Regions from separate parts of the Pan troglodytes genome. Here region 1 is linked to region 2. Evidence: chromatin contacts called from public HiChIP or PLAC-seq data. All regions are on one chromosome and are shown on one strand. Each heading gives the region's core, a stretch centred on a gene start, on an enhancer-like site or on the middle of the called end of the contact. The rest is flanking DNA. Distances are from core to core; before and after follow the strand shown. Region 1 holds the start of CCDC158 (coiled-coil domain containing 158). Region 2 holds the start of SEPTIN11 (septin 11).

Region 1 (7,508 bases), core at 468-2,967, 520 kb after region 2:
TAATTTCATATAATCTATACCATATGCTAAATTAAAATGTGTTTTTTTTCCTAAGTACCACCTGTTTACAAAGCTCGTTGTGTTGGCTGAACCAAGATTTTTTTTGAACTTAGCAAATTGTGAATTAAATTTTAAGTGACCCTGTATATGCATCATGTATATTATATCTGAAGTACTTTTCTGACACAATTTTAACAAAAGTTTTTGTATTAAGATAAAGTTCTATGCTTTGATTTTATAGAATCATAGGGCTTTTTCTTGTTTTTTTTCTTCAGTTAGAAAAGCCCCTTCTGATATTTCTACATCTCACATTTTGCAGATGAAAATACTAACACTTTGAAAGTTCAAATGGCTTGCCCAAGCTAGTGCCAAAGCTCAGATCAGGCCTGGGTTCCATGTTCCTGAGTCTTAACTGCATCCTCACAAACCCCAGCCACCATTTGGATTGACATTAGGAGGGACACAGGTTCCTTGAGGGCAGAAACTGGAGCTTCTTTGCATCTCCCCAGTACCCAGCACAGGGTCTAGTGCAGAGTAAGAACCAGTGAAGGGAGACACAACAACCTTGGACCTATGCATGGACTCTTACTAAAGAGCTCTTGGTGACTTGGGCCCTAAATGACCACAACGCCCCAACCTCTGCTTGTTCATTCACTCTGCTCAGTCCTCACTAGCCTCTGGGTTTTTTCAAACACACCAACCAAATGCCTGAAAAGCTCTGTCCCACAATAACCACACAGATCCCTTCCCCCAGCCCTACAAGTCTCTTTTGAATGTCACTTTATCAATGAGGACTTTTCAAGACCTCACTATGAAACAGCAACCCCACACTCCCTAAACTCCTACCTCTGTCTCCACAACACTTATCCCCATCTGGCATATTTGAACTTGTCTATTTGTGCATTGCTCATCTTCCTCTACAAGAATGTAAGCACTACTAGGGTAGGGACTGTATTTGTTCCCAGCTTTATTTTCACAACCTACACATAGCATGTTGTAGGTGCCCTATAAATATGGGTGGAATGAATGAATGAATGGAAAAGGACTTTGGATCCCTTTCTCGATCTTTTAATTCTTTATTTAAAAAGCTAAGAAGCTGTTTTTAATACAATATTTAAAAAATGTTGTAAAACCGCAGGACACTTCAAAATGTGATGACTTTTATAGTAAAATCAGGGGCACATAACTTTTCGTACATATATGTGGGTGTAGATAATTTCATGCTACACTAATTAACACACATCTTTTAATTAAAGATGTTGAAAAGAAAAAAAAACCTTTTTATGTGTGTCCAGGGTACAAGCACAAAATGAGACACCAATGGAAACCATGTATTAGGTATGGAAAATATTTTTATGTCATTGGAACACTCATGTTTTGATAGAAAAAAGAAAAAATTAGAAATTGCTTTTTGTCCAACCACAAAACCTAAATTATTTACCTTTCTATGTAATACTTATGGTTTCACTTCCTGTTAAAAATGCTCGATTCTATAGCTAATCCTAGATCTCTATAAGCCAATAAATGGATTAACTACAACGATATGATAAACAATCTTTAATGGCATTTAATCTATTTTTATTAAAATTTGTAGCTACATTATTTAATGTAAGACTTACTAATATTTCTAATCAACTTATACATAAAAAGTTATTTGCTGTAGATGTCTGCACAATGTGATTGCTAGTAGAATTAAATGCCTCAGGCTGCATCTATCAGACACTGGCCTTTCTGGACGCGTTCCATTTGATCGATAATTTGGGCAGCAAAAATCTGATAAATTCTATATTAGAGATAACGACAGAGGGTAACTGTAGCACAGCGGAGGGAACAAGTCTCCAGAGGCAGAAGGGTCAGCTATGCCGAGAACACGTTTGAACTTGAAAAACATTCGGGGACAGAGAAAACAGAGCTGCAAAATGTGAATTCTGTTAACTTGAAATGGTCAAATGGGAATGCCAGGAGTGGGAATGGGAGGTGGGGGTGAGGTGGGGCCGGGTGGGGGTGTCAGAGTAGGAGGCCCGGCGGGCAACTCCAGATTGGGCTTGACTCTTTGGCAGGTAAGAGATCAGACTGGTGCGGGTCAGTGAGTTATCTGGGAAGACCACGGTGGGGACAGCTACGAGAGTGGCCCGAGGCGCTCGGGTGGGGGCAAGAGTAGGGCCGGAGACCAGTTAGGAGGCTGTGGGAGAAGCGGCAGAGGGCGCCGGGTGCAGGTCCGAACCCAGGGTAGTTTCTGGGGCAGGGCTCCAGGATTTGACTCCGGGCTGGGTACACCCCCACTCCTTAGGGCGCCCGGGCGGTGGTGGGGACTTCGACGCTCGGATGCCCCGGCGACGGCGTCCGGCGGGCGGAGTCGCAGGCGCGGGAGGGGTCCCCGCCGGGCAGCTGCCGAGCACCCCCCTCCTCCCCTCCCCCCACTACGAAGCCTCGCAGAGCGTCCTAACCGTCACCCACGCGGCTCGCGCGGACTGGGCAGCGCCCCGAGCACCACAGCCGCGAGGAGTGACGGGCGCGGGCAGCTTCCGGCGCCGCAGCCGAGGAGGAGGAGCCGCCCCGCAGCCTCCGCGGGGCCTAGGGGCGGAGAGTGGGGAGCCGCCCCGTCCCAGCCGCCAGGTCGACGTAGGTGGGGCCGCTGCGCCCGCCGGCGCCCCGCGGAGATGTGGCCGGTGTCTTAGGATTAGGTGTTGGTTGCAGGTACAAGCGGGGCGCGGCCCGGGAGACGAGGATGGTGGGGTGTGAGTGGGGTTCTTCTGAGGACCCGGAGCGACTCGTGTTCATTTCTGGAATCTTCCAGTGCCTCGTGTTTGTTCTGCACATGGAAGATGCCCAATAAATTGTTTCTTTACTGGAATGAGCTGCTGTTGTTTTCGGGGATTGCAAGACCCCTGGGGACGGTGGCGCTGAAACCTGGACCTGCGCAAAGTGATTTGATTTGTGGGGAAGAGAATCACCGAGTAAGCTGCCCCAACGTGACTGCTGACTCTGTGTCTACCGCGCTGCCGCGAACAGGGGGAGGAGATGGGGAAGACTTGGTGGTAGAGAGGACAGCCTCGCATCCAAGACGGAATGGTGTTAAACGCCGGCGCAAGGGCCCTTTCAGCTTGAGCCCTGTCTTTAAACCACATGTGGGGGTCAGAGCTTTCCCTCATTATCAGCATCAATCAGCAGCACAATGAGTTCTGCAAAGTCTCCATCCTTTTCCACAGCACTCTGCTCCAGGCCCCACTCGGGCTGCTCCAGGTTTTGTTTGTGCCTCATGCTGAACTCCAACGTCAGGGGAAAGTAGAAGTGAGGTTGGCTGTTGCCCAGGTTTTTTGACTGGCAACCAGTTCTTGCTGCTTCTCTCAGCAGGACATTAAGGAGTTGTGGCCGGGTGGAGCCGGGGGGGGTGTGTGGGGAAAGGACCAGGGCTTCCACATATCCCAGAGACATGCTAGGTAGGACTGTTTGTGCGGAAGCTCATCAGGTAAGGGTGCAGGAGTGCTGAGAGAGATGTGGTCCTCCTATCTCTGTACTGCGCTCATTGCTTTTAATCTTAGTGCGGTTATCTTACTTGTGTTGTGGGTGAAATGGTTTCCATGCCATAGAGTTAATATTATACTCCCAAAACAAATTGAGGACAGCAATTTATTTGTATGTATGCAAAGCCCTTACTGTTGTTGTGCATTTACAATGAGGACTTAGTGTTATCTAGTATGCTATGAGTGAGCCACTTTAGACCTCCACCATTTATTAAACAGGGCCTCTTGTGATCCACCCGTCCCCCAGCTAGATGGCCCCAAATTATATGGTAGGCTGAGCAGTGGCCACTCAAATATGTCAGGTCCTAATCCCTGAAACCTGTAAATGTTACCTTATAAGGGAAAAGTGCCTTTGCATACGTGATTAAGTAGCTTGAAATGGAGAGATTATCGTGAATTATCTAGGTGGGTCCTAAATGCAAACGCAAAGGTCCTAAGAGAGAGAGAAGCAGATTTGATATAGGCCGAAGAGAAGGCAATATGACCACAGAGGCAGATATTGGAGTGATGTGGCCACAAGTCACCAAATGCCTGGCAACCAGCAGAGCTAGAAGAGGCAAGGAACTGATTCTCTTGCAGAGCCTCCAGAGGGAGGGAGGGAGCCCTGCCAACACCATGCTTTCTTCCCCATGAGACTGATTTTGGATTCCTGGCCTCCAGAATTATGAAAGAATAAGTTGCTATTGTTTTAAGCTACCGAGTTTTGATAATTTGTTATGGAAACTGTAGGGAACTAATACATATGAGCGTGCTCATAAATCACATAGCATGCTGTACTGATGAATAGTTTACAGGTCTTCAGCTGGGGCAATAGTGGGGTACAGTAGTGGAGATCACTGTATATTTATCTGAATCCTGTAAATCCTAAAGAAAGGATTTGAATAGGGAATTTGGTAAGAAAAGAAATTTAAGTGGTGCATATGAAGGAGGTAGTCTGGCATTTAAAGCAATTTTTTAAGAGTATTCCTATTCATATATCACTATTTGCTCTGGCTAAAAAGAATAAAGGTAAAAAGTGGCAAAGGCTTTGTCCTTACCTTAGCTGAATCATTATTGATTATCCATCGTGTGTATATCAAGTAAGAGTTGCAGACACCTGGGGATTGAGGTCCAGGCCTGGGGAAAAGAGGGAATGCAGAAGTGCTTCCATGTGTTAAAATATGGCTAAAAGCAACCGCTAGTCATCTGGAATTAAGACACTTTGGAGTTTTCAGGATACAGGAAAATTCAGTGTTCAAGTTTAACGATTCACTTCTGGGACCCAGGCAGCTGATTTACACTTCCCACTTTCCTTGATATGGTTTGGCTGTATCCCCACCCAAATCTCATCTTGGATTGTAGCTCCCATAATTCCCATGTGTTGTGGGAGGGACCCAGTGGAAGGTAATTGAATCATGGGGGCAGGTCTTTCCTGTGCTGTTCTCGTGATAGTGAATAAGCCTCACAAGATCTGATGGTTTTATAAAGGGGAGCTCCCCCTGCACAAGCTCTCTCTTGCCTGCCGCCACATAAGACTTCCCTTGCTCTTCCTCCATGATTGTGAGGCCTCCCCAGCCATGTGAAACTGTGAGTCCATTAAACCTCTTTTTTCTTTATAAATTACCCAGTCTTGGGAATGTCTTTATCAGCAGCATGAAAACAGACTAATACACTCCCCACATCTGCTTTTTTTTCAAACTGCTTTATAAGGTATAATTTACATACCATAAAATTCACCTGTTTTAAGTGGACAGTCCAGTGATTTTTAATAAACTTACTGAATTGTACAATCAGCACACAATTCAGTTTTAGAACATTTTTGTCATCCAAAAATGATCCCTTGTACCCTTCTGTAGTCAATCCCCATTCGCAACCCTAGCACCATCTACTTTTAATGACTGGCCTACTTCAGAGTTGGGTTTTAGTCCCTTTGTTGGACTGCTCCAATGGCTTTATAGCTAGCCCCAGCTTCTCCTAGTGTATTCTCTACTCAGTCGCTGGAGGATCATATGCCCTTGATTAAAATCCTCCAGTGCTTTGCGTTGCATTTAGAATAAGCCCCAAAGTCTTCAGTATGTGACCTTTTCAAGGCCCCATGAGCTTTACCTCCGCCAACCTCACTGACATCTTCTCAGGATAGCGTAGGAAAGGAAGTGATAAGCACAGTGTTCCTTTTGGCATGACACATAGTTGGCCTCCATTAGAAGCCCTCTCATCCCCACTTAGCTACCCTGCAGCCTCATTAGCCTTCTTCATTGGGAGTCAGTGAACACTGAGCTCTTCTCATTTTTGGGCCTTTGTGGTGGCATTTCTTTTAAGAAGTTACCCCTGGCCACTGTGAGGCTGACCCCTTTCTGTCATTCAGTTCAATGCCACCTCCTTAGAAAGGCCTTCCCTCACCTACCCTAACTAGAGGAGCTGTGTTAGTCTGTTTTCACGCTGCTAAGACATACCCGAGAGTGGGAAGAAAAAGAGGTTTAATTGGACTTACAGTTCCACATGGCTGGGAAGGCCTCAGAATCATGGTGGGAGGCAAAAGGCACTTCTTACATGGCGGCAGCAAGAGAAAATTACCTCTCCCTGGGTCCCTCCCATGACACATGGGAATTCTGGGATATACAGTTCAAGTTGAGATTTGGGTGGGGACACAGGCAAACCATATCATTCCACCCCTGGCCCCTCCAAATCTCATGTCCTTACATTTCAAAACCAATCATGCCTTACCAGTAGTCCCCCAAAGTCTTAACTCATTTCAGCATTAACGCAAAAGTCTTCAGTCCAAAGTCTCATCTGAGACGAGCCAAGTCCCTTCTGGCTATGAGCCTGTAAAATCAAAAGCAAGCTAGTTACTTCCTAGATACAATGAGGGTACAGGTATTGGGTACATACAGCCATTCTAAATAGGAGAAATTGGCCAAAACAAAGGAGTTACAGGGCCCATGCAAATCCAAAATCCAGCAGGGCAGTCAAATTTTAAAGCTACAAAATGATCTCCTTTGACTCCAGGTCTCACATCAAGGTCACGCTGATGCGAGAGATGGGTTCCCATGGTCTTGGGCAGCTCCAACCCCTGTGGCTTTGCAGGATACAGCCTCTCTCCCAGATGCTTTCATGGGCTGGTGTTGAGTGTCTGCAGCTTTTCAGGTGCACGGTGCAAGGTGTTGGTGGATCTACCATTCTGGGGTCTGGAGGATGGTGGCCCTCTTCTTAACAACTCCATTAGGCAGTGCCCCAGTAGGGACTCTGTGTGGGGGTTCCAACCCCACATTTCCCTTCAGCACTGCGCTAGCAGAGGTTCTCCATAACGGTCCCATCCCTACAGCAAACTTTTGCCTGGGCATCCAGGCGTTTCCATACATCTGAAATCTAGGCAGAGGTTCCCAAACCTCAATTCTTGAGGCCTATGCACCTTCAGGCTTAACACCACATGGAAGCTGCCAAGGCTTGGAGTTTCCAGTCTCTGAAGCCACAGCCTGAGCTGCACATTGGCCCCTTTCAGCCATGACTGGAGCAGCTGGGACACAGGGCACGAAGTCCCTAGGCTGCACACAGCACAGGGACCCTGGGCTCAGCCCACGCAACCACTTTTTTCTCCTGGGCCTCTGGGCCTGTGTTGGGGTGGGCTGCCATGAAGGTCTCTGACATGGCCTGGAGACATTTTCCCATGGTCTTGGGAATTAACATTAGACTCTGTAGGGTCCAGCCCCACAGGGTCGGTGGGTTTTCTCCCCGTGTGCGGAGATGAGAGAGTGTAGAAATAAAGACACAAAACAAAGAGATAAAAGACAGCTGGGCCCGGGGGACCACTACCACCAAGACGCAGAGACCAGTAGTGGCCCCAAATGCCAGGCTGTGCTGATATTTATTGGATACAAGAAAAGGGGCAGGGTAAGGAGTGTGAGCCATCTCCAATGATAGGTAAGGTCACGTGGGTCCCATGTCCACTGGACAGGGGGCCGTTCCCTGCCTGGCAGCCAAGGGAGAGAGAGAGAGGAGAGAGAGAGA
Region 2 (7,431 bases), core at 764-3,263:
CTGAATATTTGCAATCCTAAACGTTTGCCAATTTATCTAAAGCAGATATTGTTATTTTAGTTCTCTGAATCTATGCCTGCTAATAAGTATAATGGGGGGCAGGGGGAGGAGTAATTTAACCAGATAAATTTCACCTCTATAGACCTCAATTTTCTCACCAAAAATAAAACGACTAGCCCAGAGACTATGCAAATTCCCTCAGTAACAATAACCTACATGTGACCACTGATTATCAAGAGCACAATTTATGTGCAAAAGAAGACCAGAATTCTTAAAAGAGCCATGTCATTAAATCGTAGAGTTGAAAAGGCCTAAAAGACAGTTATGATTCGATATGACCGCTGTGTTTTCTGACTGCAGAAAACGTCTTTGACAGCACCGCGGGCAGCCGAACCACCAAATCGAATTAGAATCCGCAAAGGGACCCATGAACTTCTCCCGAGGGGGTAGGGTGCAAAAGGCGCGCGTATCTGGGGAAGAGTTAGGCGGGGAGAGGGGGAAGAGCCGGGAGCCTGAGAGCACAGCCTTGCATTTCTGGGATTTCCGAGCTTCCAGTGTCTCAGTAAGTCTTTCGTCTGTAACTACAAAATCTCCCGAGCCACCACCTGCAGCTGCACAGCTGTGGGAAAGGGAAGAAGAAAAAGGGAAGAGGAGGTGATAGACAGGGAAAGACATCGCCCGAGGCGCCCCCAAAGCCAGTAAGGCGAGTGGACTGTGAACATCGACGACGAAAAGGGGAAAGGGAAAACAGGAGGACTCCGCCTTTCCCACCCAGCTCCGCTCCTTTCAAAAAAAAGGAAAGGCCGCCGCCGCCCCTTCCTCCGCCTTTCACTTGGGGATGCGGAGCGGCCACTGAACCGCACCCTCGGAGTCCCGCTCCCCTCCGGCCCGGCCCCGGGGCGCGGACCGAGTCTTGCAACCCAGTAGGCGCGGCGCCTTGGCCCACACACTCGGGGCAAAGGTATCTCCTCCCTCCTACTCTCCTCCCTCCCGCCGTGGGGCACTCGATTCTTCACGCACCCGCCCGCCCTTCCTCTTCCTCGCGTCCCAGCCTCCTCAGCCCGCCGCCCCCGGCCTTTCAGCCGCAGAACATTTCAGTCCTTCCACCCACACCACAAGGGAGCCTCCAGAAAACTTTGTGTGTGTTATCTGGGGCTTTGTCCACATCCTGGGCAGGGCCCGCTCAGCCGGGTGGATGCCCGAGGGTGTCCGGGATCTCACAATGCGCTGGGGAGGCCACCACGGAAATCCCACCCCTCTGACCTGCTTCTACAGCTGTGCCACACGCAGCACTTCAGCTCGCAATTCCCATGCCCTGAGCGCCCCCTCGGCGCGGGGGAGACTGGAGGAAAGCCCCGAACCCGGCGCCCTTCTGGCTGTCACGAGGGAAGAGGTGCGCGGGCAGAGGGAGGCGGCTGAGACACGCCGCGCCTCAAAGAATTATTTTAAAGGGAACAGGAGAGGGGTCCTTTTTCTTTCGCATCCCCAGAAGAGGGACGCGACGAGGCGATCCACTGTTGCATCACGTAACTGAGCCCCTGGGCTCCTAACCCCGACCCCAGACGCGCGCCCAAATTCGTGCACACACCCACAGCCGTCGCCGCCGCCGCAGGGCCGAGCACCCGCCCGGCTCCCCTGTGGTCCTCACCGCACCCGCCCCAGAGCAGAGACCACCCGGCGCCCGAGGAGCAGCAGGCGAGGCCCCAGCACTCACAGACGGTCTCCCCACGGCCACGGCCATCGCAGCTGCGGCACCGGCTCCGGCTGCGCCCGGGTGCTTTCCGCCGACTCCGGCTGCTGCTAGTGCTCGGGCTCCGGCTCGCCTCCCTCGCGCCTCCCTCGCGGCTGCGCTCTGCTCGCCGGCGTCCCGCTGGCAGCCAGCGGCATCTGCTCCCCCCACGCCGCCGCCCCTCCCGCTTTATTAGAGCAACATGGCCACCCGCCTGGAAGGGACCATTCGCTTCCCCAGGAAGGGGTGTGAGCCTGCGCGCCCGGCCGCGGTGGTGGGCGGGAGGATGGTGGGCGGGCTCCGAGCCCAGCTCCACTGGCCCCGGCCGCAGGGCTCGCCCCTCCGTCCCCAAACGACCGTCTCCGCTGCCATGAGATGCCGACAGCCTGTGCGCTGGCCGCCACCCCCTGCTCCATCAGGTGCTGGAATCTGAGTAAAAGCCTGGGCGCGAGCTCTCAGCCCCGGGGCCTGCCACCGGCTCCACGAAGCGGGCAGCTCCAGCGGCCGCCGGGAGAAGGAAGGGCGACCGGGGGAGACGGGTCGCAGGGACAGCACGTGGCGGAAAGTTAGCCCCGGACTAGCACGCCCCACCCGGAGAAGCCGGCCTGGAAGGGGCTGCGGACCACCAGGCGGAGCGGTGGGCGACCGAAGTGCGGCTGGGCTGGCCTCCTCGTCTCCGCACTGGAAGAATTGCCCTTCCGCAAGTCTTCCCTTCCCACATGGGGGCCCTCCAGGCCGCACCTCGGTCGCCCACCGCTTCCCTTGAGAAGGGAGACTAAAGACAGGCATCTGGAAGCTGTCACTGTGGCGCGCGGGCAGACAGGGGATCCCATTGGAGAGGAAGAGCCGTAGTAGTCGCTGCTGCCTTCGGCCGACCCAACGGCCGCCTGCTTGGGAGGAAGAAAAAGAACGCCCCCGCTGAAGAATTAAGGCAGCCATTGGTTGCTCTAGGGGTAAGGACCGAGGCCTCCCCTGGGTGTCACTGGAGCAGCCACACATGGGGGATCAGCCGACTTCATTCGATCGCTGGCGACAGACCCGGCGACCCGTAGGAATGCGCGCTGGGGCTGCGGCTGGAGGGCGTGGCGACGGCAACAGGCGGGTGGCTCGAGTGGGTGCGACTCTGGGCGCGTGGGACTGAGAACTCCTCCGCCGTGGGGAAGATTTTTTTCCCAGCAGATGTTGGGGTGTTACTGCGTGTCTGAGGGGCCGGCGGAATGGAGGGGTCCCGGTTCGTGCGGGGCAGCGAGGTGTGTCAGATGAGCTGTGGATCCCTGCGGCCCCACGTGGGCCGGAGAGGGGGGCCCACGACAACAAGCGATTGAGGACAGCGATGGACAGGGCGGGGAACCAGCTGGGTGGAAGCACAGGGAAAGTGTGGTGAGGAGGGAAGGGCTGTGATCTGCCCTCGGTACGACGCCCCAAGGGACAGCCTGGCCTCCTGAATTAGGGAAAAGACAACCCGTCTCTTTAGACTGGGGCGCCTCAGAGTCTGACCTGAGTCTTCAAACGCCCAGATCCCCTGGGGCCTTGAGTCTCCCTTTCCCGCTGGCCCTGCCTCGCCTGCGCTTCAAGACTCCGACGCCCCCGCAGCCTTGGGCTAAGGGTCAGTCGTCCCCGGGCGCGGGTCCGGCTGCCCTGGAACTGATGCTGGATTTCGCTGGTAGGTGGGCGAGGGGCTTGGTCACCCGGTCTGAATTCCACTGTCAGGACAGCTGTGGAACCGCCAGAGAAAAGTCTGGCCATGAAAGAAAGGTGAGGGGCGCCGACGCAGAGCTTATTTATTCAGTCTGTGGGCGGACTCAGACGTGCAGAGCACCAGCCTCTTCAATTTCTGCCCTCTAGACTCCAAATCTTTTGAAATTAGGGACCACCATTTTATGCCAAACATACAGTAGGCGCTCAATAAGTGTTGAATTAAGATTACACATAAATGGGCCGGGCGCGGTGGCTCACGCCTGTAATCCCAGCACCTTGGGAGGCTGAGGTGGGCCAACATGGTGAAACCTTGGCTGTAAAAAAATGCAAAAATTAGCCAGTCATGGTGGCGCTTGCCTGTAGTCCCAGCTACTATAGAGGCTGAGGTGGGAGAGTCGCTTGAACTCTGGAGGCGGAGGTTGCAGTGAGCCGAGATCGCGCCACTACACTCCAGTCTGGGTGACACAGTGAGACCCTGTCTCAAAAAATATATAATAATAAGATTACACACAGATGGGTGCTGTGCAAAGGGAGGGGGAAGACAAATACTTTCTTCTGCAGCTCTGGTACATGGACATTTTGTCCTTTCTCCATAAGGAGGATCAGACAGCAGCAGCACTGCCCATGGGCCAGAGGCCTCATGTAAGGCCTGGGAAAAGAGGGCTCCACACACCACCAACCGGATGTAAGGGCAGTTGCAAAGGAACTGTGTTATCTTGACCAGAACAGACTGTAGAATTTGTTTATCAAATTTTTTTTTTTTACTTATTTATTTTGTGAATGTATATGCTGTAAACTCATCTGCTTAGATTATAAGAATGTGAATGCCCTACCTTGGTGGGTAGGTTAGTTTATTCTAATCAGCAAAACTTAACGTTACATATTCCAACATCTCATTTGGGATGTGAGGATGCTATGGGGAGGATGGGTATCCTGGCATTGCTAGGATGTTGGAGCCTTAGCGAGAGAGTGGCAGAGTGGGGAGAACCTGGCACTTCAGCTACAGATGATCACTTATGAGCTTTGTTATATCAAATAAGTTAAACTTTCATCTCATTTCTTTTTTCTATTGTAAAATAGGGTAGTAACAGTGAGTCCTGGGGGAGGACGTGTTCTGTTAGCCAGATCCACTCTCCAACCTGCTGTCTGTCCCTTGGAGCCTTAACTCAAGAGACGTTCTTTCCCTCTAGCTTCCAGTTGAGTGAAGGCACTAGGAAGCAACAGCGATGGAACAAAGAGGAAGGAGTATGCTTATTTATTCCCCCCTGGCTCCCTTGCTGTGGCACCATTGCAAGCTGGCTGCCTCCCTCAACCAAAGGAAGCAGCCAGTATCCCTCCCTAGGGTGACCCAGAGTAAACCCCTATGGTTTCCCTTCATTTTGCACATACCTTTGCAAATAGTCTTTTTATAAAACTCTACTCACATTATCCAGTAGGAAGGTAACATCTCATTCCTTCACAGAATTGTTTTGAGAGTTAACTGAGAAAATACTGTATTATTATTATTAGAATGACCTATAATTTCTGTCCAAACTGAGAAGCTTTTGAGGCTGGGAAAAGGGGGTTTGTGCTGATAGTAATGATGTCAGGACAATAGGAAAAACAAGGACTTATGGCCACCCCAGCTATTATTGCCAGTAAACTCTGCTTTAGACATATTAAGCAATCAAGAGGTGGTCGTACTATCACGCTTCTGTCACTAGACTATGAATGTCTCAAGGTAAGAGTGCTTTTTTGTCTATTAGCTTCTGTCACATGGTCTGGTATATTCAATAAATTTTGAGTTGGAGATGAGGGTAAAGACTAGGAAATGAATAATTTTTATTGCCATACTAAGGTAATGAAGAGTCAAGGAGGTCTTTAAGCAAAGAAAATTTGCATTTTAGAAAACAGCTATAGTGAATATTTGACATTGTTAGTAATTTAGGGTCTATTCCCTTTTTAATTGAACCCCAATTTATTTGGAGAGCTTTTCCAATGAATGTTTCAACTTGGTAAAAAGTAAATGCCTCTTAAAAAAGAGGTTCTGGGCCAGGCGTACTGGTTCATGCCTTGTAATCCCAGCACTTTGGGAGGCCAAGGCGGGCAGATCACCTGAGGTCAAGAGTTCGAGACCAGCCTGGCCAACATGGCGAAACCCCACCTCTACTAAAAATACAAAAATTAGTGGGATGTGCTGGTGCATGCCTGTAATCCCAACTACTCGGGAGGCTGAGGCAGGAGAATAGCTTGAACTCACAAGGTGGAGGTTGCAGTGAGCTGAGATCGCACCAGTACACTTCAGCCTGGCTGACACAGCCAGACTCCATCTCAAAACAAAACCAAAAAAAGAGGTTCCTCGCTGGCTGTGGTAGCATGGTGTAGTCCCAGCTACTCAAGAGGCTGAGGCAGGAAGATCACTTAAAGCCAGGAGTTTAAGGCTGTAGTGCGTTATGATTGAGCCTGTGAACAGCCACCGTACTCCAACCTGGGCAACATAGCAAGATCTCATGTCCAAAAAAATTAATTTAATTTATTTTCAATAAGAGGCTCCTGAAGAGACGTTCCATCACACCCTTCCTTTCATCACCACAGTACATACATTCTTAAGAAAGTATGTGATCTAAGCTTGGCCAATTAGATGCTGTTACATTTGAATCTTGAATCAAGAGACACAAAGACAATACAAATTGTTACAGTTTATGCAGGCCATAAATTATTTTTTACTTTTTGGCAAATTGTTACAATTTATGGGGTCTACAATTTATTTTTTTATTTTCTGGCTTAAGTTATCTAGGATTTGTTTCTGTGGTTTACAATCAAAGAACCCAAAGACCAGATCACTCTTGACTACCATAAAAATGATTAATTATAAAGGGATACAAGAAAAACAGGAGGCTGGGCACGGTGTCTCACGGCTGTAATCCCAGCACTTTGGGAGGCCAAGGTGGGTGGATCACTTGAGGTCAGAAGTTCGAGACCAGCCTGGCCAACATGGTGAAACCCCATCTCTACTAAAAATACAAAAGTTAGCCGGGCATGGTGGTGGGCGCCTGTAATCCCAGCTACTTGGGAGGCTGAAGCTCGAGAATCACTTGAACCGGGGAGGCAGAGGTTACAGTGAGCCGAGATCGCACTGCTGCACTCCAGCCTGGGCGATAGAGCAAGACTGAGTCACAGAACAACAACAACAACAACAAAAGCACACACACAAAACAGGTGATAAGTTAGCTATTGCCACTTTAATTTTGGATGGTTTAACTGACAGTCCTGAACTGACTGATCCTGAACTCCTTCTGCAACACAATATGTAAAAATGTTCATTAAAACATTGTAAAATGCATCTACATTTGAGAGGAAAAAGTAAAACTCTCTATTCACAGATAACACAAATATACAGAAAATCCTAAGGAATCCACTAAAAAATCATTAGAAGTAATAAATGAACTCAGCAAGTTTACAAGATACAGAATCCACTGAGATTCTGATAAACATGGACGGGCAAAAACATTGAAACCGTCATTTATAAACTCACATAGGCTCCAGTGATTATCTCTTCTTTTCTTTGTTAAAAAAAATGCATTTAAAAATCATTCTAGAAAATTGTTAGGCAATGTTAAATTTACCAATAACTCTGACTCTTCTTTGCCCCTACCACTTTTTATTATCTTTGAAAATCAAGACAATATTTGCCCTTCTTCAATCTTTTATCATTTCTTATTTTTCTCTGGCTTCTGGAAAGTGAGTAATTACCTTTACGATCACTTATGAAATCTCTTGCATGGATAATTCATTTAGGCCTAGAAACTCATTTAAAGCAATCGATTGCTTGCTTACCATGCTGGATTTTAGTAGCCTTTAAATCATGTTTATTCTACCTTTTTTCATTAAAACATTAGTCTCTTTGGGAGAGAAGACAAATAAATTAAAACTTGAGTTTTACCTTTTCTTTGTCATCTGATAGCATTATGTCATCAGCACAAAGCAGTAGCTTCCATCCTTTCTTGTTCACCCTCTTGTGGCAA

The links. HiChIP or PLAC-seq counts read pairs in DNA pulled down with a chosen protein or histone mark.
Region 1: an H3K4me3 HiChIP or PLAC-seq map of stem cell-derived excitatory neurons shows a contact between it and region 2, with 2.3 times the contacts expected there. The contact joins the promoter of CCDC158 here to the promoter of SEPTIN11 in region 2. A contact is called at or near these places in 1 of 7 Hi-C or Micro-C datasets (stem cell-derived neural progenitor cells) and 1 of 1 datasets of contacts at active chromatin or transcription factors (stem cell-derived excitatory neurons).

What each region holds. Positions count from the first base shown.
Region 1 is chr3:53,703,378-53,710,885 of NHGRI_mPanTro3-v2.0_pri, forward strand. CCDC158 (coiled-coil domain containing 158) reads left to right here and starts at 1,718. Exons shown (of 24, transcript XM_054682968.2): 1 at 1,718-1,921. It overlaps SHROOM3 (shroom family member 3), which reads right to left and starts at 2,307. Exons shown (of 14, transcript XM_063809524.1): 1 at 1,620-2,307.
Region 2 is chr3:53,181,058-53,188,488 of NHGRI_mPanTro3-v2.0_pri, forward strand. It overlaps SEPTIN11 (septin 11), which reads right to left and starts at 2,014. Exons shown (of 10, transcript XM_054682944.2): 1 at 1,715-2,014. The coding sequence starts at 1,741. It overlaps LOC104006065 (a long non-coding RNA gene), which reads left to right and starts at 3,399. Exons shown (of 4, transcript XR_008547508.1): 1 at 3,399-3,484.